2 separate regions of the Ovis aries genome follow, and region 1 is linked to region 2. A link is a contact called in public Hi-C data. All regions are on one chromosome and are shown on one strand. The core of a region is the stretch at or near the end of the contact, and the rest is flanking DNA. Distances in the headings are between cores, read along the strand shown.

Region 1 (5,878 bases), core at 39-2,538, 100 kb before region 2:
ATCTTCCTCTGGAAAAAAAAAAAGAGGTTCTTATTCAAATAACTCCCTTTTACACTAGAGTGCTAATCCTAAATCCCTAAAAAGTTAAATACATTCTATTATTTAAAAAAAATAACCCAAATTTAAGTTTAGTAATAGAGATTTAACAGATAAGAGAAATTTGTACCATGGGCTGAAATGTGAAAACAAGAGATACCAAAAGTATTCTTAACAATGTAATTACTGGAGAAGACATTATTAATAAGATGCTAATTACAACTGGTATTTAACTACAAACTTCATTTAAGAAGTTGCGATAAATATATATTTCCCATCAGGTTTCTAACCCAACTAAGAAGTATAAGGGTTCCCCCTACACTTATTTAGTATGAGTATCTTCCAACGGCCAAATCCAGACAGAAGCCTCAGGCTGAACCCCTGAGACAGAAAAAAGGAAGTGAAAATTGAGATATGAATCTTAATGCAGGAAAATGATAGAAGAGAGTACACTCCAAAACTTCTTCTAGTATTAGGAGATATTATACAGATCTTATAAAGTCTTATCCACATCATATCCTTATCTAATCCATGCCTCTTCTGAAGACCTACAATCCTCAATTTAAATTCTTTAATCCACTATGATACCTAAAAACATAAGGACTATATCTAAGTAGTTCAAGTTGTAAAGGATTCCAAGGGGCATCTATACCAGTGGTTAGATTTTAATCACTAGCTAGAGATTTTAATCATCGGAAGCAAGGGTTCACAACTGCCGGGTCACAGATTGGTACAAGTCCCTGGCTTCTTAGGAACTGGGCTGCACAGGAGAAGGTGTTTCATCTGTATTTACAGCCACTCCCTATTGCTCACATTACCTGAGCTCCGCTTCCTATCAGATCAGTGGTATAAACTCAATGTATGCACTTGAATCATCTCGAAACCATCCACATCATCCCTAACCCCCATCTCAGTCTGTGGAAAAATTGTCTTCCACAAAATCAGTCCCTGGTGCCAAAAATGTTGACGACTGCTTTAAAGAATTAGAAACAAGATCCAGAAACACCAACACCCAGCCCTGCCAAACACACCCTCAAAATCAATTAAACCAAAATCTTCACAAGTGAAGCCCAGGAACTGGTACTTTTTTCTAAAAACTTCCCAAAGTGATTCTAATGTGCAACTAATCTTGAGAACCACTAATCTATCCAAAATATTGCTAGAATTCTAAGGATTAAAAACTAAAGCATGCTCAATGACAAACTGAAGCCACAGCCAGAAGAGGGCAGTGAGGAGCTATTCTGGAAAGCCACATATGTTAAACTAAGTACTAAGGCGCCTTCCTCAGAGAAAGACCCCTCAGAGATTCACAGGTTTAAGGAGAAATGCCATGCCTCAAGTGAGAACTGCTGAGCAGTAAGGAGTCAAGCAGAGATAAGCCAGCAAACAGAGTGAGCTGAAAGAACAAAAAAAAGCCTGAAAATGTTAAAGTAGTACCTAGCACAAAAAGGCCAAACAATGGATAAAGAGGCTAAGATTAGAGTCACTGGCAAGCAGAAGGAAATTCTCCAAAATAAGAAGGCACAAGTTAGAACAGTCTCTTGAAGCCTCCATCGTCAACAATAACAACCCCAACTGAACTGAGAAACAGTGTGAATCGTGAGAGATGGCTTTGGTATTCACAAAAATACAATAGATTTAGCATAAAACAAGTAGCTTAAAAACAATACTGGACAGCATAACATAAAGAACCAATATGAGATGTCAGAGTGACCCACAATAAAAATATATCTTCATTTTAAAATTGAAACTACATATACTAATAGATGATCTTATTTGCAAAGCAGACATAGAGACACAGACATAGAGATCAAACTTCTGGATAACAAGTGGAAGAGCACAGTGGGATGAATTGGGAGACTGGATTGACATATATACACCATTATGTATACAATAAACAGCTAATGAGAACTTACTGTATAGCACAGAGAACTCTTCAAAGCTCTGTGGTGACCTAAATGGAAAGGAAATCCAAAAAAGAGGGGACATATGTAGGTGCGTGCTCAGTAGCTTCATGTCTGACTCTTTGCAACCCTATGGACGGTGGCCCATCAGACTCCTCTGTCCATAAGACTCTCCAGGCAAAGAATAATGGAGTAAGTTACTATGCCCTCTCAGGGCTCAAACCCGCATCTCTTGTCTCCTGCATTAGCAGGTAGATTCTTTACCACTAGCAATACCTGGGAAGCCTGGATATATGTATGCTGTGCTATGCTTAGGCACAGGGTGTTGTTTGACTCTTTGCAACCCATAGACTGCAGCCTGGTGTGCCAGGCTCCTCTGTCCTTGGGGATTCTCAAGGTAAGAATACTGGAGTGGGTGGCCATGCCCTCCTCCAGGGGATCTTCCCAACCCAGGGATCAAACCCAGGTCTCCCGTAGTGCAGGCGGATTCGTTACCTCCTGAGCCACCAGGGAAGCCCAAGAACACTGGAGTGGGTAGCCTATCCCTTCTCCAGGGAATCTTCCTGACCCAGGAATCAAACAGGGGTCTCCTGCATTGCAGGCAGATGAAGGGAAGCCTGGAGATATGTATATTATGATTTATTCACTTTGCTCTACAGCAGAAACTGACACAACAGTATAAAACAACTATACTCCAATTTTTTAAAAACTGAAACTACAAAACTTATGACCTTTAGCAATGTGTGATTTCATAATCCTCTTCTACAGAAGGAATAGCTGTTCTAATTTAGGCACTTAACTATTTAGACCCTTAAAAGAATTGATGCTTTTGAACTGTTGTGTTGGAGAAGACTCTTCAGAGTCCCTTGGACTGCAAGGAGATCCAAGCAATCCATTTTGAAGGAGATCAGCCCTGGGATTTCTTTGGAAGGAATGATGCTAAAGCTGAAACTCCAGTACTTTGGCCACCTCATGCGAAGAGTTGACTCACTGGAAAAGACTCTGATGCTGGGAGGGATTAGGGGCAGGAGGAGAAGGGGACAACAGAGGATGAGATGGCTGGATGGCATCTCGGACTCGATGGACGTGAATCTGAGTGAACTCCGGGAGTTGGTGATGGACAGGGAGGCCTGGTGTACTGCAATTCATGGGGTCGCCAAGAGTCGGACACAACTGAGCGACTGGACTGAACTGAAGTATTTTTTGGCCAAAAAAACCCACCACTTCTCTTTTAAACACTAATCCCTCTTTTCACTGGCCATTAGAAAACTCGGGGCTTTTAAGTCTTTTTTTTCTGAGTCTTTTAAGGTTGCATGTCATGGCATACATTTTTGAATATCATTTCATCCTTATGACTACTTATATACTTTATGCTCCAGTTACCCAAATTTCCTTAGCCATTTACATTATCTTACTGTATCACTGAAGAATGCATACAATTCTTTTTGAAATGAGACTGAGATTAAGGGAATCTATTAAAGTATGACCCAAACTCACAGAACCTTAGCTATTTAGTTCATTTAAAACTTTACAAACACTATCAGTAATACTACAAATATATGGCATTCCAAAGGGGTTCTAGTGTGAATGTATCAGTATAAATCCATCATGACTGCTAAAAAAGGCAGCTTTAAGCACACGGTAGAGTTTTTCATCCTTTATATATTAAGATATTAGTATTCATATCTCTCCTACTAACCATGTAACAATAAAAGCAACAGATTGGGGGTTCAAGGTGGTGACGTGGTTAGAACCTGAACTTACTTCCTCCTACAGACATAACCAGGTGGCACTAGAGATAAAGAGCCTGCCTGCCAAAGCAGCAGACCTAAGAGACATGGGTTCGATTCCTGGGTCGGGAAGATCCGCTGGAGGAAGGCATGACAACTCACTCCAGTATTCTTACTTGGAGAATCCCCATGGACAGAGGAGCCTGGCAGGCTACAGTCCATAGGGTCGCAAAGAGTCAGGCACGACTGAAGTGACTGAGCACACACACATGGATTGATACTCTATGAAAAGAAATTGAGAACTAGATGAACACCTATGCTACAAGAAAGGATAGAGGACCGCATCAAATTGGGTAAGAGCAGCACAGAAACACTCTTGCCAAAACCCTTTCATCTGTGGCTACACATAGCAATAAGGGATCTCATTAGGCGGGTACTTCCCCCGGAGGGGTGAAGAGTTGGCACACCACATCAGGCACCCCAGTTGCTGGGATCTATACCAGATAGACAAACTTCTAAAATGTCTGGCTTAGAAAACCAGATGCTGATACCCAGGGTCTCAAAGTACTATAGGAAACTGAAAATCTCCTCTTAAAAGGCTCTCATGCCCTGAAAGCAGTTTTAAAAGGTGCCAAGACTGTATGAGAAGGAGAGTAGTTTTTCAAATCTAAAAACTTCAGCTGGCGAGGTGGGGGTGTGTGGAGATACTCCCTGTAGTGATGTAGCACTATCTCGCCACATCAAGGAAACTATAGAGCTCCAGTGGTAGATGCAACACTCCCCAGCTCCCCTGGTGAGAAAAGAAAGGATCCAAATATATAAAATCAGAAGTGAGAGAGGAGCAGTTACAACTGATACCACAGAAATACAAAGACTCGTAAGAGACTGCTGCTGCTGCTAAGTCGCGTCAGTCATGTCTGACTCTGTGCGACCCCATAGACAGCAGCCCATCAGGCTCCCCCGTCCCTGGGATTCTCCAGGCAAGAACACTGGAGTGGGTTGCCATTTCCTTCTCCAAGGCATGAAAGTGAAAAGTGAAAGTGAAGTCGCTCAGTCGTGTCCGACTCTTGGCTGCTAGTCACAGTCATATCCCAATGAATTGGACAACCTAAAAGAAATGGATAAATGTATAGAAAAAGACGATCTTCCAAGACTGAATCATTAAAAGAAAACAAAACAAAACAAAACAAAAAAAAAATATATATATATATATAACCTGAATAAACCAATTACCAGCAATGAAACTAAATGAGTAATTTAAAAACTCCCAACAAAAAATTCAGGACCAGGCAGCCCACAGGTGAACTCTACCAAACACTAAAGAAGAGTAAATATGTATCCTTCTTAAATTATTCCCTAAAAATAGAAGAGGAAGGAACGCCTCCAACCTCATTTTCAAAGGTCAGCATTACCCTGATATCAAAACCAGACAAAGACACCATGAGAAAGGGAAATTACAGGTCAGTATCACTGATAAACACAGAAGCAAAAACTCTCAATATAATATTAGCAAACCAAAGTTTTCCCAATTTGCTGGCATATGAGAATGCAGCATTTTCACAGCATCATCTTTCAAGATTTGAAATAGCTCAACTGGAATTCCATCACCTCCACTAGCTTTATTCATAGTGATGCTTCCTAAGGCCCACTTGATTTCTAAGGCCCACTTGGCACATTTGGAAGAAAGAATGGCTTGGAGATTCCAAGCCATTTTGGAGATTCCAAAATTCTCCTGGCCTGGAGAATTTTGAGCATTACTTTACTAGTGTGTTAGATGAGTGCAATTGTGCGGTAGTTTGAGCACTCTTTGGCATTGCCTTTCTTTGGGATTGGAATGAAAACTGACCTTTTCCAGTCCTGTGGCCACTGCTGAGTTTTCCATATTTGCTGGCATAGTGAGTGCAGCACTTTCACAACATCATCTTTTAGGATTTGAAATAGCTCAACTGGAATTCCATCACCTCCACTAGCTTTGTTCATAGTGATGCTTCCTAAGGCCCACTTGACTTCACAGTCCAGGATGTCTGGCTCTAGGTAAGTGATCACACCATCATGATTATCTGGGTCATGAAGATCTCTCGAGCCTTAATTCTTTAAAATGTGCACTATTACTGCTTTTGTAATTCTACAATAAAATGCTACATGCTTAATTACATTTAAAAATCTTGGAAGCAAAGTTTATGCTTAATTCATCTTTGTATCTTGATG
Region 2 (5,514 bases), core at 537-3,036:
AATTTTTGACAAGGATTGACGTAATTCTTCAATTTCCCTTTAGGCTGTACAAAGCGGTTTTACATAAACTATCTTACTGAATCTTCAGTTTTCCAATGTCATACATATTATCTTCCATGAGGAAATTGAGTACCAGAAAGTCTAAATGACTTGCTTTACAATCGTGCAGCTCATGAAAGAGCAAAGTGTCAGTTTTGGATCTTTCAATTCTGAATCCTGCTGCTAAGATCTCCTGCATCGCAGGTGGATTCTTTACTGTCTGAGACACCAGGGGAGCCCAAAGCTGCTTCAGCAACATGCAAAAGAAAAAACAAAAGCAAAGCAAGCAAACAAAAAGCACCTGAATCTGAAGACTTGAAGGATCCTTACCTCCAAGATACCTTTCTGATTTCATGACCTGTCAGTGTTGGAATTCACATTTGGACAGAATGAGGTGCTGCTGGTATAGATCTCTTCTGATCCTTGGAATCATCTAGAGTGTTGCCATGCAAAGAAGATGGGCTTCAAGTACATAAAGCTTGACTGCTCCTTATCACTATGGCCACTGAGGAATTCATTTAATATTTCTTCATGCATTGGAGAAGGAAATGGCAACCCATTCCAGTGCTCTTGCCTGGAGAATCCCAGGGACGGCGGAACCTGGTGGGCTGTCGTCCATGAGGTCGCACAGAGTCGGACACGACTAAAGCAACTTAGCAGCAGCAGCATTTGTAAAACAGTGGTGACAATTGCTACCTCGTTTGGGTCAATATGAAAATTGAACAGGTAAAGTGTCTGTTACAATAGGCATCTGTAAAAGTTAGGTCTCTTTATTATGGAAGGTAGTAGAAGCAGGTTTTTGAATCAGTCTTGGTTTTAAATTTTCACTCTTTTCCTAACTAGCTCTATGCACCCACCTGTAGAGTTGGTTCTTTCTTTCTCTTTTTCAATCTGTTGGGTTTTTAAAATATTTATTTATGTGGCTGCACTGGATCTTACTTGCATCATGTGGGATCTTTCGTTGCGGCACATGGACTCCTGATCAGTAGTTGTGGCACTCCAGCTTAGTTGCTCCTCGGCATGTGGGATCTTAGTTCCCTGACCAGGGATTGAACCCTGATCCCCTGTGTTGCAAGGTGGATTCTTAACCACTGGACCACCACGGAAGTCCCTAGAGTTGGTTCTTGAAGGACAGGTCTGTCCTTACCTCTGCTGAATCCACAGTGGCCCTAGAAGGCAGTCAGTAAATGTTTAAATGACAAGTTTCCTAAGCTTTAAATTTAAACAATTGAGATAAAATATATAGTACAAGTATAGTATAAGAAATCAGGATATAGCATGAAACAGTCCAATCCCTGGCCCATAGTAAGTGTTCAGAAAATCATAATTGAGCTGATTTCTATTGAATACTTACTTGTACCAGTCCCTGCTCTAAACACCAAAGATATTCATACAATTCTCAAATCTCCATCCCTGTTTTACAGATAAAAATCAAAGCTTCATTTTTATTATTATCTAAATACTTAATGTCACTTTAGGCCCCATGACTTGTGAGTCCAACTCTTTCCTTTTAAGGTTTGGGACCCTCAAGGAGTCTGATTCAGGGTCTGTTAAATTATGGCTTCTCTCTTTCCTTTTTTGCCTTGTTAGAATGAAATAAAGCCTTCTTTCTTTAAAGAACACAATGAAGACTTTCTTTTGATTTTCCTCCTCTTTCTCCCATTATTTCCAGAGTGAGGTTGGCCTGCCTGAGGTTTTGTCTGGCAGGAGCCCTTTAATTCAGAGAAGGCCAACAACTCACTGAGCCGGCAGGCCTTTGCCCTCAGCTGGCTGACAGTGAAGCCGCAGTTGGACCTCCCAGCTGGGGTTGTCTTGCATTCTTTCCCCGAAATTGCATGCTGCCATCTGCTGGCCAAATCTAGTCATCACACCCATGTTTTCAAGGTTTCCAAATGAGGCTGCGGTGCATGGGGTCGCTGGGAGTCGGACACGACTTCCCTTTCACTTTTCACTTTCATGCATTGGAGAAGGAAATGGCAACCCACTCCAGTGTCCTTGCCTGGAGAATCCCAGGGACGGGGGAGCCTGGTGGGCTGCAGTCCATGGGGTCGCAGAGTCAGACATGACTGAAGCGACTTAGCCCCAGCAGCAGCAGCAAATGAGGCTCCAACTGTCTCTCACAACTGCTTCCCAAAACACCTTCAGGGGCTACCCCAGAGGTGAATTTAGCAGACAGACCAACGTGACAAGTCTGTGGACCTTGGTTCAAAGCTAAGGTGCTCAGGCAAAGATTGTTGGTGGCTGATTTCCACTCAGGAAGGTAGAAGTGAGTTTCCATTTCACTGTCCTGGTGAAACCCCTCCACTAACTCTCCTCCTATCCTACAAGTATGCCATCTTGTCCAGAGCCACATGTTTTATACCCATCTCCATCTCCCACCAACCTGACACTGTTTCATCCATGAGACCTGAATTACCATAACAATCCTTTACAGGAACGTTTGGTGAAACAGCCACACTCAGAAAAGTCTTCTATATCCTTCTCCCAGGTCTCCCAGAGACCCCGTTCAAGTTTTCCCAGTTGTCTCAGAGGTTCCTCTGCAACAATGGACTTAATCCAAAGACAGGTGCTGTTCCTCATGCCGTGTTCTCTTGGTATCTTTCAATCTGGAACATTCCTCACTTTTTGACTTTTATAACCTTGGCATCTGTTGGGGTGCAGTCCCTGGCCTACAATCCTTGTAGTTGCCCAGACTCAAGACCAAAGAAAGAGCCCAGAGACAGTGACAGGGACATCAGTGGCTTTTTGGATAAGGGATCTTACGTGTCCAAAGCGAAGGGTCCTGGAGCAATATCCCACCATGGTCAGCAGACAGCAGGCAGGGCATGGCAGCAATCTCTGCTTCTTGGGGGAGAAGGGGACTACGATTTATAGGTGAATTGACGTCAGGTTGGTTCATCTGTTATGAGGGGAAACCAGCAGCTAGCGCAGGGGGCAAGCCTGTAACCAGTTACTGATTAAGCCCTGTAATTAAGAGGCTAGATAGTCATGTGAGTGAAGCAGGAACTGGCAGAGCAGGAAATGAGCAGAGAGCAAGAGAACAGTCGTCTCGAGTGACCTGACCATGCTTTCCACCCCTACATCTCCTTGCCGTCTTGGTCTGCCCCTTTTCCATGCTATCCCTGGGCTCAGGTATGTAGAGGTGCACTGCAACCCAGACACCACAAATGCAGTCCAGAGACAGACAGCTAGAGAGTAAAAAGATGGGCAAACTTTGGAGCCAGGTGCTTGTTGGGTCAATTTTTTTCATGGAAGTCCAGAGGAGGATAACAAGGGTGTCTTACTGACCGCACAAACTCATTTCACAGTGATGCCACTGTTATCCCTGAATCCTCAAATCCTAGTCAAGCCTCTGATCAGACTAGGGATGAAATGGAGACATTTAACAGGCACAATACAGGGAAGATTGTAACCATTAGCCAGACTTCAAGCAGTAACAGCATTCTAGGTCATACCACCCCTGCCCATGGGCTTTGTCCAGCAGCACCGTCCTGCCTGTCCACCCTCAGTGCCCACAGCCAGGGCTGAATCCAGGAGAGGTGGCTTAACAACAGACCACAGTACAGTGGTGCCTGTCTCCAGTAGGGGCCGGGATTAGCTACCTTTGGAGTCTCAGACGGGCCAGGTAGAAGATAGGTGAAACGTGTTAAGTCTCTTTCTAATCCTATTCCTCATGAAGAAGCAAACCCAAATCAATGGGGACTTACCTGCCAGCCCCAGGGCCTTTCTGTGGTGTGTTCCCCTCAGTGTAGACCCTGTGGCCAGGGTAAAAGTGATTTGTTGCCCTGACCCACAGTTGGCAGTGGTCCTTCGGTGGGCAGCAGTTGAAGTTGGATGGCATGGGCTGGTTGCCTCTGGGTTAACACTGCGCAGGCACTGGGACAATTGCTCCTGGTGTGTGTCCATGTGTTGGGGGCCTCACTGTTCTTGAAGTAGCCCCTTCATCCTTCCCATTAGTCTGGGAGCAGCAGGGTGGTGAGGCAGGTGGAAACACTAGTATATGACTTTTTATCAGCCCATCCCCGATGGGAATGGCCTTCATGGCCGGCAAACTGGGATCCTTGGTCACTGTCAATACCGATGGGTGCCGTGTGTGTCATGCACAGCTGTTAACACTAGAGCCTGAACACTGCTTCTTCTGGTTGCTTGATGGCTCGGGTGCGCCTGTTGTGACATCTTCCGCCTGTTGGAAGGCACTGTAGGATGCAAGCCGCAACTGTTCCATCACACTGCAACCTTCCACAGCTGAGGACAGAAGTCCAAGGGCACTCTGTTATTTCTCTGTTACCATAGTTACCACAGGCCCCAAGCAAACGCTTCCAGGTAACTGTGTGTGTGCTTAGGCGCTCAGTCGTGCCCGACTCTTTGTGACTCCACGGACTGTAGCCCAACAAGCTCCTCTGCTCATGTCATTCTTCAGGTAAGAATGTTGAAGTGGGTTGCCATTTTCTTCCCGAGCCAGGGATCAAACCACTGGTTTCCTACATTTCAGGCAGATTCTTTACCGTCTGAGCCACCAAGTAACTGGCCACGTCCAATTTGCAAGCCTGTCCCTGAGTTAACATCCCTAAAGCCTGAGTCTGTAACTGTTTAGGAGTGGTGGGTATCCTTGTATTTTGTAGATAATCCAAGTCCTTTCATTTTGTCTGTATTCACCAGCCACACTCATGCCGTCAGATGAGCCGTGAGCATGGTTTAAATTGGAAAGAGACGAAGGTTTATAGAGTATCATTAATATAACGGAAGAGGAAAACATCTCTCCTGGTGTTCAACGCCAACAGGCCCCACAGGCTAGTGGACAATCACCTCAGGGTGACCTGCACAACTTTCTGTTTCTTGTCCTTATTTCCTGACTTCTCAGCCCCCACGGGAGTTTCCTTGGCCTCTTGACTGGCTCACCAATTGCCAAATTGCACCCGCAGGCCTGCAAGTCTTGTAGCTGCCCAGCTTCAAGACCAAAGATAGAGCCCAGAGACAGTGACAGAGACATCTGTGGTTTAATAGATGGGGGACCTAACATGCCTGAAGCAAAGTCCTGGGGTGAAACCCCATCGTGTGTGGCAGAAAACAGTCAGGACGTGACAGCCATCTGTGCTACCTGGGAGGAAAGGAGGCTACTATTTATAGGGGGAACTGACATCAAGTCGACCCATAAGTTTCCAGGGAGTCCAGTGGCTGACGCACCTGCTTCATAGCCCCTCAAGTTAACAACCATCACAAGGGGCAGCGGTTTCCCTTTAGTAAACAAGCAGGTGGAGCTGTTCTGGCCGCAGGAGCAAGGGGCAAGCATGTTCGTGTGAGTAGAGTGTAGGTGAAACAGGGACTAGTCGAGCAGGGAAAGTACAGAGAGCAAGAGAACAGCCATCTGGACCGGCTTGACCATACAGCATTTTAAAAAAGTGAAATCTACATTCATTTTGTAGAACGTCCCTCAGTTTGGGTTGTCTGATGCTGTCTCATGATAAAACCCAGCTT

The links. A called contact is a pair of places that touch in the nucleus more often than the background predicts.
Region 1: a Hi-C map of hypothalamus shows a contact between it and region 2, with 6 times the contacts expected there. The contact joins two enhancer-like sites. A contact is called at or near these places in 10 of 16 Hi-C or Micro-C datasets (blood, hypothalamus, liver and 5 more).

What each region holds. Positions count from the first base shown.
Region 1 is chr1:64,051,376-64,057,253 of ARS-UI_Ramb_v3.0, reverse strand. All of the region lies in intron 1 of HS2ST1 (heparan sulfate 2-O-sulfotransferase 1), which reads right to left. Among named protein-coding and RNA genes, the nearest start is that of HS2ST1, 45 kb to the right of the region's middle. Within about 2 kb of position 1,288, at least 7 of the 54 cell types and tissues checked have an H3K27ac peak or open chromatin away from gene starts, as enhancers often do. A contact at or near this core is called in hypothalamus, where this site is marked.
Region 2 is chr1:63,949,308-63,954,821 of ARS-UI_Ramb_v3.0, reverse strand. No RefSeq gene overlaps it. Among named protein-coding and RNA genes, the nearest start is that of SELENOF, 56 kb to the left of the region's middle. Within about 2 kb of position 1,786, at least 9 of the 54 cell types and tissues checked have an H3K27ac peak or open chromatin away from gene starts, as enhancers often do. A contact at or near this core is called in hypothalamus, where this site is marked.